Regions from separate parts of the Triticum aestivum genome. Here region 2 is linked to region 1. A link is a contact called in public Hi-C data. All regions are on one chromosome and are shown on one strand. The core of a region is the stretch at or near the end of the contact, and the rest is flanking DNA. Distances in the headings are between cores, read along the strand shown. Region 1 holds the start of LOC123120542 (calcium-dependent mitochondrial ATP-magnesium/phosphate carrier protein 1). Region 2 holds the start of LOC123120546 (glucan endo-1,3-beta-glucosidase 4).

The links. Hi-C and Micro-C count contacts between places; a contact is called where the count stands out from the background.
Region 2: a contact with region 1 is called in a Hi-C map of leaf, with 4 times the contacts expected there. The contact joins the promoter of LOC123120546 here to the promoter of LOC123120542 in region 1. A contact is called at or near these places in 2 of 5 Hi-C or Micro-C datasets (both in leaf).

The regions. Positions count from the first base shown.
Region 1 is chr5D:252,879,565-252,883,674 of IWGSC CS RefSeq v2.1, reverse strand. LOC123120542 (calcium-dependent mitochondrial ATP-magnesium/phosphate carrier protein 1) reads right to left here and starts at 1,735. Exons shown (of 7, transcript XM_044540551.1): 1 at 666-1,735. The coding sequence starts at 1,479. LOC123120543 (phosphoinositide phospholipase C 6) reads right to left here. Exons shown (of 9, transcript XM_044540552.1): 6 at 3,854-3,971; 7 at 3,206-3,358; 8 at 3,022-3,108; 9 at 2,346-2,926. The coding sequence ends at 2,633.
Region 2 is chr5D:253,226,635-253,230,744 of IWGSC CS RefSeq v2.1, reverse strand. LOC123120546 (glucan endo-1,3-beta-glucosidase 4) reads right to left here and starts at 2,281. Exons shown (of 5, transcript XM_044540555.1): 1 at 1,878-2,281; 2 at 1,078-1,205; 3 at 1-844. The coding sequence starts at 1,159.

The DNA.
Region 1 (4,110 bases), core at 486-2,985:
TTCTCACTAGTAAGATTTCAGCAGCATTACTTTTCTAAAAGATTTCAGCAATATGTGACAGCATCAAACCAATCTCTGGAGCTCTAGATGTATTGACATAGATGATACAATACCCTCTCAACCATTAGATTACCCTGGACCTGGAGAAGTCTTGCTCTAAAGGATTGTAGTGCATAGTCCAAGTAGCGTTTATTAAAATGGTAAAGCAATATGATGGAACTATCACCTTCGCCGGTGTTCAACGAGGGCGCAAGTAACGCTCACAGGCCTAAAAGACACTTTTCTACGTAATACGCGAGTAAAGCTCACTACACTATTAGCACAGATCCTCAATCTGCATCTTGGAAGGTCATCTATGTGAATAAGACAATTATGCAGTTCAGGCTGATAGAAATAAACAATGTATTACCAGACGTTTTTGTAGGCTAAACTAGCCTACAAAAACGTTTTATATTTTGATACAGAGGTATAGTAGTACATTTCAACAGTTATCCTACAGCAGTTTCATTCGGCAATTCTCTGTTTGGCACCCTATAGATAACATATTTCTTTATTTGACAAGAAACATGATAAGCTTCTGACAAATGCAAATCATCAGCCTATACACGAAATAAGCAAAGTATAATGCGAGGAATTCCTCGTGTTGGAAAACGGCGCTACTATACCTTCGATTTCTGCATACCGGAAGAAGTCTTGCACGGAGAAAAGCTTCTTCTTGTCTGGATGGCTATCCACTGAAGTCGACAATCTGCCAACCAGCTGTGGAACCGACTCAATCAGCTCCGTCAGTGAAACCGTGGACAGAGTTGACCGCAGCCGCTCCACATTCGACAATGGGATGTTGAGCAACCGGCCGGCAAACTTCTGCGGTGGCTGTGCAGCATCACCACCACTGTCAGCCCCTTCCCTCTCCCCGATTACACCGTCCTGGCCAGCAGCCGGTGGCGCCGAGGCCTGGGAGTCATCGGCGAAGCTCGCCGCCGGCGCCCCCAGCCTGGCGAACCCCAGGTTGGAGAGGAACCCGTCGAAATCAGCCTTCTTACCAACGATGACCTTCCTGACGACCTGAAACTGGTCGATTTGCAGGGCGGCGCTGCCGAACTCCTCGCCCTTCTGCCTGCACGCGCCCTCCAGCGCCTGCAGGTTGTGCGCCAGGGCGTCGAACGCAATGCAGAGCAGGAGCTCCAGCTGCTGCTGCGGCAGCGGCTGCCTTTTCCCGGCGTCGAGGAGCGGCGGCGTGGCCTGTTTGGTCCGGCCTCGCCTGGGCTTGTTGTGGTCGTTGCCGAAGCATCTCGAGAATGACCGGAGGGGCTTGTGGAGGAAGTTGGTGAGGACGACGTGGAGGTGGAGGAGGCAGTCAGGCTGGCGCTGCTCCTGCTGATGCTGCTGCTTGGAATCGGATCCGGGGAGGTGGAGGTGGGCGAGAGCGCCGCGGGCGGCGGCGAGGAAGGAGTCGAGGGGGTGCTGGTCGGACGCCATCGTGACGGGGCGGGCGGCGGCGGCAGCACTAGGTGGCGCGGTGGATCCCGGCGAGCGGCCGCATGTGTGGTCAGCCGGAGGCGGGCCTCTGTCGCCCGCGGAGGTGGACGAATGGCGGTCCCCCTCTGTTCCCTTCCGGCGAGCTGCGGCGGAGGAGATGAACGGCCTGAGCTTGCGTTGTTTGTTTCGATGAGGGGAGGAGAGGAGGGGAGGGGTGGCCGGGAGGAGGAGGGGGACACGGGAGGTGGAGAAGCGGCGAGCCGCGAGCAGGAACCCAAAACGACAGGGAAGGGGAAAAAAGCTTTTTTTAAGAGAGAAAAATTCCAGTTTTTCTCTCCATTTTGGGCCTATTTCTGCTGCCCAGCTTTATTCGTGCTGCTGGTGCTCGTGTGGCCATTGGCCACTCTGAATTGTGTGTGATGCCGTTGCCACAGCCGCTGCACATCTCCTCTCATGTTTTTTTTTTTGACATGGTACAATAATTACCGCGCATGGCAGATACTCCCTCCCTATCAAAATAGAAAACGCCTATTTTGATATGATATGGAAGGAGTAACCTTTTATTTTATTTTTGAGGATCGTATGAAAGATAACTATTCCATGCACACAACCAGTGATCTTGTTCGATCTTGAGGAGGATTCTGCAGCAATATGCACATGTCATTTCCCATGCCACCAATGAATGGAAAGGAAAGGAAAAGGATAGCCAAGATCCAACTGCTCCTCCTGTTCAGCGGGCCCCGGCCTTGGTTCTATCAGCAAAAATGGATAAGACTGACGATAACAGCAGCATCCCACGTGTAACATCCGAGATCGGCCACCCCAACCAACTAACTTTTCCCAAACCAAACCATGCCAGAGTAGAGTTCATCGGCAGTCCCAGAATGAAACATTTATTCCTGTCACAAAAATCTTACTCACCCCACCCCACCCCAGTATATACTGCACTGCACTTTTCCTCCCCACTGTAGCAGTAACTAGCACAGCAGACAACAGTTTAACACAACTCCCTGACTTACTACAGTACTACACAAGAACATTAACATTATTATTATTTTATATTCCGACAATACGGCTACTCCTACCACCACATAATATAGCACCAGACTGACTGAACCACAACCAGCCCCCCTCCACAATGCTGACCGTTTGGCTAGATGAGCTCGAAGCGCATAAGGAGCCTGACGGACTTGTACCTGTTGCCCTTGCGGTCATGGAGGGGCACGGCGCGGATCCCCTGCTTCAGCTCCATCACCGGCAGGCACGTCTGCCCCCCGAAGTCGTGCTTCTCCGACATGTCGTACTCCTGGACCTCCACCCTCAGCAGGGCCAGCTCAGGGACCGTCAGCGGGAACGTGAACTCCTCGTCCCACACCGGCACCCACTGGTCCTCGATCGTCCGGGTCTTCTTCATCACGCAGTCCGCCCGCACCCCCGCGATCCCCACCTGTTTTATTCAACATTGCCAACCATATACATTCTCAACAAAAAGTTGCCACTCCAGTTGAGCTTTTTCACCGCAGGAGATCATGAGACACGTACCCTGGCGTAGAAATCGGGCGGAGAAAAGGCGTCGAAATGAGTCTTACTGAAGTCCATGCGCCACCCGTCCCCCATATACACTTTCACCTGCGTAGGCATTACAAAATGTGTTAGTTTTCACAGAAATATGTACATGTGGGTGGACACCTTAAGAGTTTTCAGCAATACGTATATGTGGGTGGACCTTAAGGGTTTTCTTCACCGGCAGGCTCGCTTTGGGATCAAACACTTCACCATTTGGGCCTGTCTTTAGCAAGAAGTCGGGCTTTTTAACGTATCCGCAGCCACCGTTGGCTCTGAAAAATCCTTGCATTAATCTTAGCGATTTGTCATGCCCCTGAAATTTCAAAGGCCAGTCAAAAAAGAGGAAGAAAGCTGAATGATCAAGTGTTGCTAACTATTATAAGTACATGACAGCTACTGATGCAATTGCAGCAATTCAGATTCAGAGTGTGTCCAAACAGCTTAACTTCACCTTCAGATTCAGAGTGTGTCCAAACAGCTAACTATTATAAGTTGATCTGTATAATACTATTTTTAAGTGTTGCAGACCCACTTTTGTTAAGTTTTTTCTGCTGCCTTGCTATGTGAATAAAATGGGAAGCAAGAGTAGGTGAGGTTTGGCAAAGACGTAGTATTAGAACAGTTGGTGAGAACTCCTTATTCATTCTCTCAAGTCATTGTTGATCCAGATTATTATATTTGATAGGTCACCAAATGTTATCTCCAAATGCGCGAGATGCTCAAACTTAAACTATGTGAGGAATAAATATAAGCAAAAATGAGCGAACGGTGATTTATGAGTCATGACAGTAAGGAATTGTAATCCAACCTGCATGTTAAATGCAACCATCTGCGCACCATGAGTCCAGGCCTTCATTGGATCATAGTTAGAAGAATTAATCCTTGTACCCTTCGGATAAATCCTTAATATATTCCTCTGAGTAAACCTGAATCAAAGCTAAATTAGTTTTCTAATTGTTCATGGTCCAGCAGTGTATCAGCTTCCCTTGTGAAAAGTATATTGAGTAACAAAAGGTAACAATAAATTGACACAGTAATGTTTGCACACAGATACATGGATTGAAA
Region 2 (4,110 bases), core at 1,032-3,531, 350 kb before region 1:
CTAGGGGTACCAGAGTTATTTAGTACATGGCGTATGAGATTTGTATTGTAGGCCAGAGCATTATCAACATCCGCAGCCGGTTCTTTGCGTGCACCATGCCATGGCCAACCAGAAGCTGTGACCATAACAGGAATATCGGTGAAATTCATTGCTTTCATTGAGTTGTATGTGGCATCAACCATAGCATCAAACATATTGGTATAGAACAAATTGGTGTTCGGATCTGCAATCTGACTGTTGGGATTGAGTGATCGAAACAGGGCATACTCTAAAGGGAATACACCTTGCCCTTTCACATAGCCATAGTACGGTTGGGCATTCAGCATGAAGGAAGATCCTGTCTTCTTCAGAAATCCAAGATACTGTAACATTATTGAGCTCCATGTCGAGTTGAAAGTGGCAGTAGAGGGAGGAAATGCCTTAGAGATCATATCCATTGAATGAGGACTTGATAGTTTCACCTGGGTATTGAGGTTTGCAGCCAACAGTGCTGATTGGAGGAATTGCAATGCAGGTACTAGAACAAGAGCTGCATTTGGGACAGTAGTAAGAATCTCATCACCCACGGCAATATACGTGATGTTTGTTGCTGGAATGTAGGCAGCAACATTCTTGTTAATCCAATCAGCAGCTGTCGGACGAGATTGCCCCACACGGAGCAGCTCATTATTTGGCACACCAACCATCACTTCAATTCCAGTATTCGCAAGGGCGACTAGCATCTCATGGTTTGAATCAACCAAGCGAACATGTTGAATCTTCTTGGCTTTAAGGATGGAGACTATGTCTGATGCTGATGGCAGGTCTGACACGTTAGTGCCAATGTTGATACCAACAAATGCTCCTACATAGAACAGAAAACAGTAACAAATTTATGTGAAGGAAAATATGATACAAAAAAGGATGTATGATTGTATGCATTATCTTCTATTTTCTTCAGTTCAGAACAAAAAATATGTTTTCCTCAAACTAGGCACTGGCACACTGGGAAATCAGATTGCATTAACACAATGAAGTATACTAACCATGTTCAAAGCACTCATGTAATTTAAAATAACATCCATGTGTTAAGAGTACCTGAAGCATTGTAAACCATGAGCATCAACAGCATCAGCACGACCTCTAGTCTGTTGGGCGACATATTGTTGCGCCCAAGCATCTGATCAGTTATAATCCAGGAGCTTCTTACAAACTCCTGATCAAACCTGAAATATCAACACCTCATGCATTATTTCAGTCACTCAACAAGAACATAAACAGCTAATGTTACCAACAAAAATAACTCCTGAAATGCGAATGTATATTGGGGAAGCATTAATGATGTGAAATGGTAGCAATGCTTTCACATCTGTATAAACTGGATTGGTTAGGATGTGATAAGCTGCTCTCGCACCTTAGCTGGAAAAAGGAACTGAATCGATCCATCGCTGGATGGATTGGACTAGTGGGCGCAAGGAAGCAAACAAATCGGTGCGAAAGAGTGACGTTTTGGCTTCAATTGCTCGCTCCCTGCGGCAAAGAAAGAATCCCAGAGGCGAGCTAAAGGGAGAAGAGGGGGAATTTTGGGGGTGAATCAGGAGAAGACGAACAGACTAGAGGAGGAACAAGCAACAAAGGAGCAGAAAAGAACACAGAGCTCCGAGAAACGCAACAAGTGGCGGCATCACAACCGCAAGAACAGGACGGCAACAAGGGGAGGCAACAAACCACCTTCTGTCCCCGGCCTTGGAGCTGGGCGTATTCTGCTGTGAGCTGCGAAAAACAGGGTTCGAGTGGGAGCTGCATGTGCCGCAGATCCAACTTCGGCTCAAGCTTACCGGAGGCGAGGCACGGAGGCACTGCTCAGCGGGGCGAGGAGGAGGAGGAGGGGGGTTAACCTGGTCGACGGAGGTGGAAGACGACCGCCGGGCCGTCGCCGACGGCGGAGGGGGCGGGAGCTTCAGGCGGGGTGGAGCTCGGACCAAGGAGAAGGACAGCCGAGCCGTCGGCCGTCGCCGGAGGGCAGAGGGACTTGGAGGCACAGCGCTCGGGGGAGCTTCACCGGAGGGAGGCGGAGGCGCCGCTGTCGGTCGCTAGGCGGCGGAGGAGATCGGGAGGCGTCGCGCCGTCGAGGCCCCGGTAACAATCTCGCTCCCTCTACCACCCTGCCATTTTCCGCCCCCGCGTGACACTTGTTCTCGAGATAGAAGCTCTGCAAATCATTACTCCCAGCCCATGCCCGTCCGTCGCACCATATGCAAGTTCGTCCTCACCGCAGAGAGACTAGGCCGACTTACGGCCGTGTTTACACTGTTTTTTTTTTTTTTGAGACAACCGTGTTTACACTAGTGTGTGCACTGGCATCCAGCTTTTGCTTTTGGGTAATAGAGAAAGGACTCATGCGTGCCCTGCACATGTCACTTTGCCAGGTGGATCTATGGGTGGCCAACGGGCTGGCCCGGGCACGACACGCGCCTAAGCGGGCCTGACCCGCATGATCCGTGGCGGCCCGTGTTGTGCCGGCACGTTGGCTTCACCTCGGCAAACGAGGACGGACACATGGTAAATGGGCCAGCTCGCGTAATTTTCGGTCTTTTGGGCTGTTTTGGGCCATTCATGCTCTTTTGTCCCAATAACTTGATAAAAAATCTCAAAAAATGATCGTGCTGGCCTGTGGGCCTCACCTCGGTGGATGAGCACGACACATGGCGTGCCACGGGCCATGACAATAATCACTTCTCAGTTATGGAAGTATGGTCTTTCATAACAGAAAATGCGTGAATCATGAAAGTGCTTCGTCAAGGGTATCCAACATGTGGCAGTCACCGCAACGAGTCACCGTTAAGTTAACCGTAGGGTTTTGGATCTGATACCATTAACTACGTGGCAAACTGACGATCCTCCACGTGTCAGCCTCCTATTAGACGATGGAGCTACTCATTGGTTGTTCATTGGAAGAAGTGTCGCACGAACAATGGGCAACGTGAGCCTATGAAGTAAGGACTGGTTGCACGACGCAATACAAGCTCATTAGTTAACAAAAAGCCAACCTAGTCAAAGGCCCATGGGCCTTGGTCCAAACTTCGCAAATATGGCCCATGCTAGGCCCCTTGATGGCATACTGGGTAAATGCTTCCATGTTTCTCATCCGATCTACTCTGACTAGCGTAACCTATTGAGGGATCTGCCAAAAAATACTCCCACGCGGGGCTAGGCTAGTCGATAGACACATTTCTCAACTCTTTTGTATACCTATGATCATTACAATTCCTTGTACTATGTGTATCCCATACAATCAATACAAAAAGAGCGGGAGTAGGATTTAACCTCTATCACGAGGGCCCTAAAACTAGGTAAATTGACTCTTTGTTTTCCCTTTGGACTTTCCGACTCATTCTGGCATCCTGTGGAGGGTTTGCCGGAATCTACACTAACATAGAGCCTCCGTCGACTATCAATGTGAAAACACTGACAAATAGGGGGATATGAGTTTCTCAAAAGAACGAAAAAAGAAGATAAAAATATTGTTAAAAACGATATTTCCTATAGCTTAGAAAGCTAGCGATTAACAAAGCTTTTGAACCAATGTATGAAGTGTAAGACAATATAAACTGGTCAACTAAAGATGAACGACTAAATAACTAAAGAAAATTGAACATTGAGAATCTACAAATGAAGGTCTGAATGGGTAATAATTAATGATTTGAGTGATAAGAAAGACATGCATATTACAAACCTATACCTTTGACGAAGATTGTGCGCAAGCCCATACACATTGTTTCCTTTGAGATGTGTAGATTACATAAAAAGCACTCTCACGGAACACTTGCAGTAAAATAAAATTTGGGAGGTCATAAAAATATATTATAAATGACATTTGGTTAGACCAAAACAAAAGCAAATACAAAGACGCTCATGAGGATGGAGGAACGCGCAGTCCAGGATCTAAAACATCTAAGGTGTGAATGACAAGCACGGCACCAACAACTAAGTAGCAATGAAATCCAAGAAAATCAATCAATTACTACCAACCACACACAATAGAGTGAAAACTAATGCCAAAATTAGAAGATACGTATCTCTTTGAGCAAAGCATGAATACTAACGCTAATAAACATATGGATTTAATCT